Regions from separate parts of the Arachis hypogaea genome. Here region 1 is linked to region 2. Evidence: chromatin contacts called from public Hi-C data. All regions are on one chromosome and are shown on one strand. Each heading gives the region's core, a stretch centred on a gene start, on an enhancer-like site or on the middle of the called end of the contact. The rest is flanking DNA. Distances are from core to core; before and after follow the strand shown.

Region 1 (5,433 bases), core at 2,506-5,005, 650 kb after region 2:
ATCAACTTTTTTCACATATATTTACTAAAATAGCATAGTTTTGTGAATTTCTCCTAAGTGTGCTTAATGATTGAAAACATATTTTCTAGGCTATTAAATTGCTAAATTTAATTTACTTTTCCCCCATTCGATGGCTTGATATGTTTGTTTGAGTGATTTAAAGTTTTGAAGGCAAGAATGGCTTGAAAGAAATGAAAAAAAGCATGCAAAGTGGAGAATTCATGAAGAAATGAGGATTTGCTAAATTCATGGCGACGTGTACACGTGAGAGGGAAGTCTGCTAGGCGACATGCACACGTGACCCACGCGTATGCGCGCGTGACAAGCACTACGGGAGCCACGTCAGACTTTTCCGTTGGGTCTAATGGAGGCATTTGGACGGAGGGACTGATCCGTCCAAGTTTTGTGAAAGTCAGGGACTTAAAAGTATTTTTCAATGGTCAGGGACGAAAATGTCCGCGGGACAAAAGTTTAGGGACCTATTTGTCCTTTTCTCTAATAACAAAAATAATTATGAAAAGTGAAGATTTTTGAAGACTTAAAAAAGAGAGTTGAATCTACTACCTTCTTTTAATCTTAAATAATAAGTTTTTAAACTAAAAAATAAAATTTTGCTTCTTAGGTTGTAAGAATGATTATGCAGGAGATAATTTTATTTTGTCTCATAAGTCATGAAAAACAGAATCAGAACATGGAAGAAGAAGATGACACACACAACCATGTATCTTGGTTCAGCTGTCTTGTGCAATGCAATTTACATCCAATTTCCACTACAACAGTAGTAGAATTTTTACTATCTTTTCAAGTATTACGTACGTCAATTTCTAAGGATTCAACCTAATCTTATTAGAGACAAATAAATTTTCAACATAAACTTGACTTGGCTAGACAACTTCCTAAACTCTCAACACACTAAGTACTTACCCAATTTAGCAAGAGATATATCTCAGATACAAGATACAAAATAGAAATACAATCAAAAGAGACAAGAAATAAATCTTGGCTTTTCTCTTCAAATTCCTCTCTTTGCCTTTTCTCTCAATTACTTTTTTTAATGCTTTACACGAATGTCTTTTACTATTGAATAAAAAAAATACAACATACAAACAGAATAATCAATGATAAAATAAGTGACTTATTAAGTATTATTAAAATATTTATTAAGGTGTTAAATATTAAAATGTTTGATTAAGAAATATTATTATACTCTTAACTTACACTCTTTACTAAATCAATATCAATATCTCATATCATTCTTTTAATAAAATATTATAAAAAAATTTGTATAATTAAAACTAAAATTTTAAAAATATTTGATAAAAGAACTTGTATTTAAATAATGATAGCATGAAATTAGACTTTTAAGCTTAACTCATCGGCAAGGACACCAAGTCGCATTAAGTAATACCATGGTGATTGGGTTATCGTTCCCACAAGAATTAATGAATTAAGCAAAGCAATCATCAAGTTGATTATTTTAGTTAGGCGATTTAAATTTGGATGATGAGCAATTGATAATATAAGCTAGAATTTAAATGACTTGATAAATAAGTAAATGAAAACAATAAATGACTTGAATATAAATGAAGAGAATGTAAATGACTTGAAGTTAAATTGCAAGAATGAAAATAATTGGAATGTAAATGGCAAGAATTAAAGTGAATAAAAGAAATAGTAAAATGTAAGGTAAATAATCAACATAAATGCATCGATTAAAGACAATTATAAAACAAGATAAGAAGATAATGATGGAAAGGATATTGGGGTAGAGAGATATTGAGTTTCCAAGATCAATAGCTCTTATCTCCACTTCAATCATGTAATTATTGATCTCTTGACAAATCATAAGTAATTGAATAACAATTTGTTGATAATTCAATTTCTTTTGATTTGATCAATTGTTCATGAGAAGAGATGAAGCATATTCTTTTACTTATCACCACATAATTCTTCAAAATTTAAATAGAATTGATTCAATGTCACCTATTAAATTCAAATCCATAATCATGAGAATTGAGAAAAAGAGTTTTTAAATTTGATTTCATGAATCCACTTTTTTAAAGTGATCATAAAATCCAATTTGGATCTAAATTATTTTACGATAGATTTAGATCCTTGATGAAAAATAAAAACTCTTTTTAAAGAAACAATTAAAAGATGAATTAAAATTGAAGAATTAATCACATTAATCCATTAAAATTTAATAGAACTATTTTTTTCAATAAAGAGAAAATTAGCTACTCATATTTTAAAGAATTACAAAATGGATAGAGAATGTGAAAGAGATAGAAAGTAAAGTGTGAAAAAAATGAAAAAAATGTTTCTACTGCAAAGATTCTTTGGATCTCTATTTATAATCTATCCTAAATTATAAATTCAAATAAAATTCAAATTATAATCAAATGGATTTCTTAATTAACTATCACTAGTGATCTATCCTAAATTATAAATTCAAATAAAATTCAAATTATAATCAAATGGATTTCTTAATTAACTATCACTAGTGATCTTTGCTGCTTCTTTTGAATATGAGCCTTGTGAGTTATTGTGTTGATGGTTGTGGGCTTGATTATTTGGACTTTATGAGCATTAGACTTGGTCAATGATTTGTCAATTTCAAGTACCAATTGTGATATGCTATACTCTTTATTATGACCAAAATGAAGCTTTCTTTTGTGGATAATTTTATTCAAGTAATAAATTTCGGCATTCAAGTATTTTTTAAATCAAGTTTTTAACTAAGTCATCGTGTATTTTTTTTTTGTACGTATATATGTGTTGTTATTGTTACTATTTCTTCTTCTTTCTCTTTCTCCTCTTTCATTATCTTTATCTTCTGTGCACTTCTTTTTTCAATGATGTCATTGTTATTGCCGTTATCGACGTTGTCATCATCGCTACCACTACCGCCTTCTTCTTCTCCTATATATATTTAGTAAAGATATTGAGCACATAAATTTTGATACATGGCACATAAATGTTGGTGCACAACAGAAAATTTTTGGTGCTATATCAAATAAATTTTGGCACCTATTCAAATGAAGATGTGAAAAATATCTTTTTATAAAAAGTCTTATGTTAAAAATGTACTTTATTTGTTTGGCCATATTTTAAAAAAAGATAACATTTTTATAACATATCAAATCAAACCTTATAATTTATCATCTAATGGTATAAAAAAAATATTTTTACATGAAAATAATTATAAAATCTTTATAATAATATTCATCATAAATTTTTGTGTTATGCGTAAAAAGTTTTATGCTATATCCGTAAGTTTACATACTATCTTTTTTTTGCTCGATAACAAAATTTTTATACTCTATAACAGTATATCTGTACTCCTGATAAAATTTCTGTACTGAAGATGTATGGAGACAAAGAACCACGTCATGGACAAGCACGTTTTGTTTTTATTAGATTTGTACTAATTTAATTAGATTTGATTACCAAAAATATTATATATATAGTATTATTGTTTATTTAAGTCCTTTTTTTTCTACGTAAAAGTAATTTATTTGGTGAAAATTGATAATAGATTTATTATTTATTTTAGTAGAGAATAATAGTTGAAATATTAATTATTTGAAGGAAATGTTTGACTAACAATTAATATGAGTATAAAATCATATCATATTATCCAAAATAATTAATATAAAAAAAATATTTTTTCCCTGAAACAAAATATCAGTTTTTATCCTTTATATGCAAAACGAACTTTACCAATTCTCATATATGAGTACAGTATTGTGAGGTTAATTCAAATTAAAACATATTATGTGGTTTAAGGGTGTTCTTGTTGTGTTTATTGTTTCTGTGGCCTTGTTTAAATGGGTAGCTTCTCTTAATTCTAGTAGCTTCCTTGCAGATTTTCTGTTTGGTACAGCATCTGCAGCTCATCAGGTTTTGTTACGTTTCTGTGAACTATTTTCTTCATTTATTACATATTTATTATGAAATATATCTTTGTGAAGAAGGATCTCATATTCTCATTCTACCTTCTTTTCCTGCTATGCACATTCGCTTTTTTTTTTTTTTTCCATTTTATTTTTTGTTTCCCAAAAGATTGAAGGTGCAGTGTATGAAGGTGGCAAGAGCCAAAGCAATTGGGACAATTTCACACATAAATACCCTGGTTAGTTGGTACTTGGTAGCTTAACTTTTATTTTGTTACTTTTTTCCTCGGCAAGCGAAATTCTATGGTGGTTACAACAAAAGTAAGCATGATATAGCGACCTTACGTGTCAATCACCGAAAATTGAAGGTAATTTTGTTTTTAAAATGAAAAAAATTAAACTAAAAGAAAACGATCTAATATAAGTACAATAATAAGACGAGAGTGGATCTTTTTAGCGAAAAAAAAAATTGGATAAATACTGTCTAATATTTAACATTTTTAATTTTATTGAAATTGATACATTTATGGCTCCATTATACAATAAAAAATAGGATAAATTATTAGTTATATTTGAGTAAAAGCTGAAATTAAAATAATTTTATTTATAAAAATATACATTAATTTAATATTTATTAAAATATTTAATTATATTTTTAATTTTTATAATTTTATTAAATTTATAATTAAATTATTATAATTTTTTAATTAAATTTTTATATTATTTTTAATTTTATAATTAAGTTTTTGCTAACTTAAAAATATTAAAATTAATGGAATAATTTTTTACAAGTTAAAAATATTTACCATTACTATTAAATCTTTGAATACATATTTTTTAACAAAATATTTTATTAATTTTTATATTTTTGACACGAAAAGAAAATAATTTAAAAGAAATAACTAATATTACATAAATTAATAAATTTTTCCTAAATAATATATTTTAATAAATAAAATATTTAATTTATTTATTTAAAAAATATTCCTAGAATTTGTATTATTATGATACACTATTATTTTAATTAAAACAATAAAATTCATTAAATGTTATATTAATATGATAAAATTATTAAAATAATGTAATAAATATTTTTTTTACTGAAAAAACTTTGCATATAGACGTAATAATTAGTTTTTTTGTGACATATTTTAGAATTTGAGATTTTTTTGTTATAATTTAATTTTCTTTTCGTTTAAAAAAAATTGGTCTCAGATTTAATTTAGTATTTTTTATTTTTATTTTAAAAAAAGTACCTTTAATTTCAGTGACCGACACCTAAGATCAGTATACTATGCTTATTTGTGTGGTAAGTACTGTAGAAATTCCCTTGCATTTAGGCATTGTTTGGATAAAAGATGGAAAATAAGAGAAAAGAAAATAAAAGGAAAGAAAATGAGAAGAAAGAAAAAAAAAAGAAAAATTGATGATTATTTTATTATTTGAATGAAGAGAAAATGAATGAAAAAAAATAGAAAGAATTTTTTTATTTGAATAAAAAAAAATAAAAAGAGAGAAAATTATATTAGAGTAAAAT
Region 2 (5,749 bases), core at 1,496-3,995:
TTAGTTAAAACGCGGCAAATTTTAGAGCTTTAGCAGCAACTAAAAGAGAAACATGTGCATAAAACACAATGATCTTGAGACATAATAAAAGCTATATACACTCCATATGCAAACACTTCAATTGCTTCCCAAATAAAGAATTAATTAGGTCTCTTCAAGCCTTTACTCTTTTGTGATACCAAAACATGAGCTTGACTCTTGCGTTGCTTTGCTTAGCTTAAGATTTTGTTTCTTGATTTCAGAAAAAAATAATAATAATAAAAGAAGAAGAAAATGATGAAGAGGATTTTAGAATTTTAAAATTAGTTGATGAAAGAAGTGAAGTTTTTTTGGAAGAAAAGTTCAACTTCTTTCTCTATAATAATAGGGGAATGTCTTTGGTGGAAAAGGTATCTTCTGGACTTTGGTAGACCAAGTAAAAATATTCTTAATGTGTGGCTCAGATTAATTCTATATACAAGTTTTCTATAATTCTATATGTGACCCAATACTTACTTTAATTGCAAACCAGTGTATTGTGGTTCGGTTATTATGGTTATCTCTCTTAACACATAATTATTATGGTTATATCTTATTTTTTCTCTATTTTATTTATCCATCTACTTCACGTATTTTATTTATCCATCTACTTCACGTTTTTCATCTTTAGGAGATGGGCACAATTATTGTATTTATTTTCATCATATAACTTGAACACGTACGAATTTTTTATTTTTTAAATTCAAATCAATCCAATTCAATCTATAATTTAATCTAAAATTTTTTATGTACCTTTTTTGAGTACTAAAGGGGTGTTCGTGGTGCGGTTTGGTTCGGTTTTTGAGAGAAATGTCATCCGATCCGATCATCTAATTAAACTGCGGTTCGGTTTGGTTCGATTTTTTTATTGAGACCATCCGAACCAAACCAAACCAATTAAAATCGGTTTGGTTTGGTTCGGTTTTTTCAATCAATTCAAAATAAATACTACCATACTATTTCACAAAGTCATAACATTGAAATTGTCAAACACAAATACACAATAGCTAACAAAGTCTTGATCCAATGAAATTGAACGACAGAAAGAATTCAATTACGACAATTAAAGAAGTTTAAAAATTCAATAGTTAACATAATTGAAAATAAAAATAAATTTCCATTAAAAGATAGCCAAGTTATAGTGTTTTCAACAAAACAGCTAAATTTTTTTATATTAGATCTAGTAAGTGCAGGCGTGTCCTTAAAATCAAAAGTTTAAATAGGTATAACTGTGAGCTTAATTCAACAATAAACAATTCATGGTACATCAATTTCACTAACTATATAAATTTTAAACAGTAGTTTGAAAAGATAAGAGTTGTTACGAGACTCCAAGTTTATAACACACGGAATCCCAAACCATGAAATATGAAGCAATCCACAAATTAAACTCATGCTATTTAATCTTATTTCCTGATCAATCTAAAAGCTGTTATGTGGATTATGCATGAAGACAGAACCATAGCTTACAACTAAATTATCAATGAATGAACATCATAAGCCACAATAAATTATCAGCATCACAAGCTTCAAACTTTAACCGCCAATTATCACTAACAGAGCATCATACCAAAAGGGTTTTCAAGTTAGAACTCATAACCACATAAAAATCAAAGACTTTTCACCAAATAAAATAAATTACAAGGAAGAACACCGAGAGAGATGATTAGGGGTACCAATGACGAAGGAGACTGAAGAATGGAGAGAGAGAGTCCACAAGAGTCGTTGGAGAGTTTCAATGAAGATTGAGAAACAAGATCAAGAGCAGAAACACAACAATAAATAAATTAAAAATAGAACAATACCAACAACCAGCAACAATACCAACAATAAAGCAATCCAACAAAAGTAATTCAACAATATCCAATTTCTCATGACATATACTAAATCATTAGATACACTGACTGAGGTAATCTAATACTTCAAACATGCTTCCATTATCTCATTATTCAAATTTATCTTTTGCCATACTGATTTCAATAACCAGCAACAATACCAACAACAAAATAATTCAACAAGACCAACATTACCTGACAAACAGCAACCAACAATGAATCAATAAAACAGCAATTGGTAAACAATGAATCAACAAACAGCAAGTCAGCAACAATGAATCAACAAACAACAATACAAACAATAAAGTAAACAATACCAACAAACCGCAACAATGAATCAATGATTATTGAACAAAAATTAGTCAAACTACATACCTAACTCGATGGCTCAGGCTCCATATTGACTTTAAATGACTTGAATTGATGGCTGGGTGGGGGACTGGGAAACGCTGCTGGGTGGTGGCGTCACTGGCGTGGTGCTGTGCTGGCCTGCTGGGTCAGTGGGTGGTGGCGTCGTGCTGTGCTACTGCTGCGTGGGTGGCCAGAAACGGTGCTCTGTCCGCTGGGTGGTGCTGTGCAACTGCTGGGTGCGAGCCTGTGAGGGTGGTGCTGGTTATGGCTGGGGCTTCGTGGTGCACTGGTGGGCGAAAAGGTCCTGGGAGCAGTGGGTGAAAAGGCTTCGGCGTTGGGAGGAAGGCTTCGAGGTAGTGGGAGCTTGGGAGGAACGGCCTCTCGCCGCCGGCCTCCAGACTCAAGAACGTGGGTAGGGTGCACCGGTGTAGAGAGCGAGATTGTAGAAGAGAGCGCTAGGTTTCGATTGGCGGTGGGGGTTAGGTCGCGCAGCGCTCATTTGGGGAATTGGGGGTGGGGGTTAGGTTGCGTGGGGGATTGGGGGCTGGGGAGGGGTGGGGTTGGTTTTTTTAGGGGTTTTGCTTTTCCGGTTCGGTTCGGTTCGATTAGAGTTTTCATGGTCAGAACCGAAAATCGAACCGAACCGAAGAGAAAATAGCAAAACATGTTTTTTTTCGATTTTTTCTATTACCAATTTATTCGGTTTTCGATTTTTTCGGTTTAATTGGTCGGTTTAGTTCGATTCGAATCGATTTTAAACACTTCTTAATTAATTAAATATATCCATTTTAATCTTTTTTACCAACTTTTTTAATTGATTTACAATAAAAAAATCCCAAAAAATTAGTCAAACAAAAAACCAATGAGAATTGCAGAGTATTTAGAGTTCCCACTATAACTGAGAACTCTCCAAATCATGATCCAGTATTGCACCAACCATACTGTTTAACATCTAACTCCTACCAAAAGTAAATATTAAAATAATTTCACATGATGATGATAATAATAATAACAATAATAATAATAATAATAATAATATTTAAAAAAATTATTTTTATATTATTATTATTATTTTAATAAAAAAATATGGAATTTTTCATGTGTCAAAGTTGCTAATAGACACCTGCGGCCAAGTTAGCATGTTCTTTTTTTTTTCTTTCTGGTCATGGCCAAATAGGCCCGGGTTGAGTATAACCCGCCCAATCTACAACCCGAAAGAAACTCCAATTCAATCTTCTTCCTTGTAGTGTCGTCTTTTTCTTCTCCGATGTCAACATCCTCATCTCCAGCATCCATTTTTTTTGGTTTCTTCACCTCAGCCGGAGCCACCTTAACCTTTTCATTAGTAGCTAATTTCTGTCTATTTGATCACAGTAACAAATTAGTATATAAGACAAGAAAATGATTACGATGCTATGTAAAATAAGCCTAACCCATTCAAGGATTCAACATATAAATGCACAAAAAATAAAAGAATTTTATCCTATTGAATTTATTGGATGCGGCATTGTTATTGTTCAAGTTGCCAAGGAATGTCTGCTGCTTAATTTTTCTCAATATTTTCTTCCAGTTGGTCACCAATCGATCAAGTTTTCAAAGGGTTTCAGTGTCAACAACCTCAATATCAATATCAAACTCAATTTCATTCCTACTTTAGATTCTCATTTCTCTTCCTTATGATCTGTACCACTTGCTTTAAATCTCTCTCTGCTCCGTTTTGTAGTGCCGTCGTCCAACCCAGGCTGCTCCATTACTCCAATCTAATTTAACTCTATATTTAAATTTGACCCACATATTAATAGAAATTTATTTGTAAAATTTTTATTATTTGTGAACCGACTCCATATTTTTCATTAATTGTCTTTATTACCTAGTTCTTCATAATCCAAAAAATACTTTTCCCACAAAAAAAAAGCTCCTAATAATAGTATTTTGTGTAAGAAAATTTAAAATAACTATACATTGAACTTCAATGCGAAAGTAACCGAAGTTATTGTTATAGGAGTCTTTTATATTTATTAAATTATAATCATAATTGTAATAGTATGTGACTTGAAGTAAGCAAGGCTGAGATAAAGATGATTCTTGATCAAGATTGAGATGAATATAATTCTTGATCACTAGTATGGAAAGGTAGATAACAAGTTTTGTAATAATAGCAATTCCTAACCAACTAGATACCCTAAAACTGAATGCAGTTAAGCTAGGGATATTATATTAATTGATTTACAATTATAATCCCATATTATACCTATATCCATTATAATAATCACCAGTTTAAACTGATATATATGATGGTAGTGGCGCAGAGATCCACGAACGGCACAAAGAGGGGAGTAGCAATCACACGAGAAATGATAAAAAGGGAGTAGCAGATATGAAAAGGTAAGTAAAAATGAAGAAGAAATATGAGTAATGGCAAAGAGCAGTTACGAAAATGAAAAAGTAACCGAAAGGAGAGAGGAAGAAGCGCGAAAAAGCCAGGAGTATAATTGACCTTTTTCTGTACTTTCAACTCACTTATAAAGAGCATTTAATGCTCTTGGCATGGAAACTGGAAGGCACGGGAATCGAAACAATTCCTCCAAGCAACGGCAAGGAGCAGCTCACGTGCACGAAGAAGGTGCTAGAAGCATTCTCTAGGTAGACAAGGTTGTGATTAGAGTCGAGCAACTACGCAAGAAGACAACGAGTCAGGATTTATGTGCCAACCGTGATTCTTGCGACTCGCCGCATTAAGCGTGTGTTTGGTTAGTGGGTTTGTCTACCCAAGACATAGACACGGAAGCACACGTTCTTCGTTTGATTAATTAGACACAAAATTTTAATAGACACGGCAAGACACAAAGGCACACAAAAACACAAAATTTGTGTATAGGAGGAAGAGGTGGAACACTAAACTTGAGACATAGACACACTACTTTTAACATTTAAGTTTCATAATTACCCTTCAAATTCTTCTCCTTCCTCAGTTTCCTTTCATCCATTTTCCCTTCCACTTCCAAAATACAGACCACCACCATCTTTTCTTCTTGTCACTCCGACCACCACTACCTCTTCTCTCGTCGTACCACTAGGTTGCCGCCGCGTCTCTTCCTCCTTTCCTTCCATCCAAATCACTGCCGCCTCTCTTCCTCCTTTCTTTCCACTGCCTCTCTTCCACCCAAACCACCGCCTTTCCTCCCTTTCTTCCACCCAGACCACCGTTACCACCCTATCCCTTCCTCCCTTTTCTCCTCCCTCACTTTTTTTTTCTTCACGGTTGTTTCTTTGCCGCCGTCACCTTTTGCGATTGTTGTCTCTGCTTCACTTCTCGTCGATGATCCAGATCTGCGCACTGTTCTCTCGTCTTTCACCATCTTTTCAGATCGTTCTCCGTTCTTCCGCGCACTGTGTTTCTAGATCCATACTTTGTTACCATGTTCTAGATCTGTTCTCCTTTCTGGCACTATTTTTTTCGTATAATTTAATTTTTTATTTATTTAAATTTTTGTTAAATTTTGTTAAAATAATTTTGTATTAATTTTGTTAGATTGATTTTTTTG

The links. A called contact is a pair of places that touch in the nucleus more often than the background predicts.
Region 1: a contact with region 2 is called in a Hi-C map of an unstated tissue, with 2.6 times the contacts expected there. The contact joins the promoter of LOC112704082 here to the promoter of LOC112703049 in region 2. A contact is called at or near these places in 3 of 8 Hi-C or Micro-C datasets (leaf and an unstated tissue).

Annotation. Positions count from the first base shown.
Region 1 is chr7:51,870,373-51,875,805 of arahy.Tifrunner.gnm2.J5K5, forward strand. It overlaps LOC112704082 (beta-glucosidase 12), which reads left to right and starts at 3,756. Exons shown (of 13, transcript XM_025755642.3): 1 at 3,756-3,903; 2 at 4,066-4,135. The coding sequence starts at 3,778.
Region 2 is chr7:51,218,723-51,224,471 of arahy.Tifrunner.gnm2.J5K5, forward strand. It overlaps LOC112703049 (phosphatidylinositol N-acetylglucosaminyltransferase subunit A), which reads right to left and starts at 2,746. Exons shown (of 9, transcript XM_025754355.2): 1 at 2,229-2,746. It overlaps LOC140174487 (a long non-coding RNA gene), which reads left to right and starts at 4,872. Exons shown (of 2, transcript XR_011864009.1): 1 at 4,872-5,749.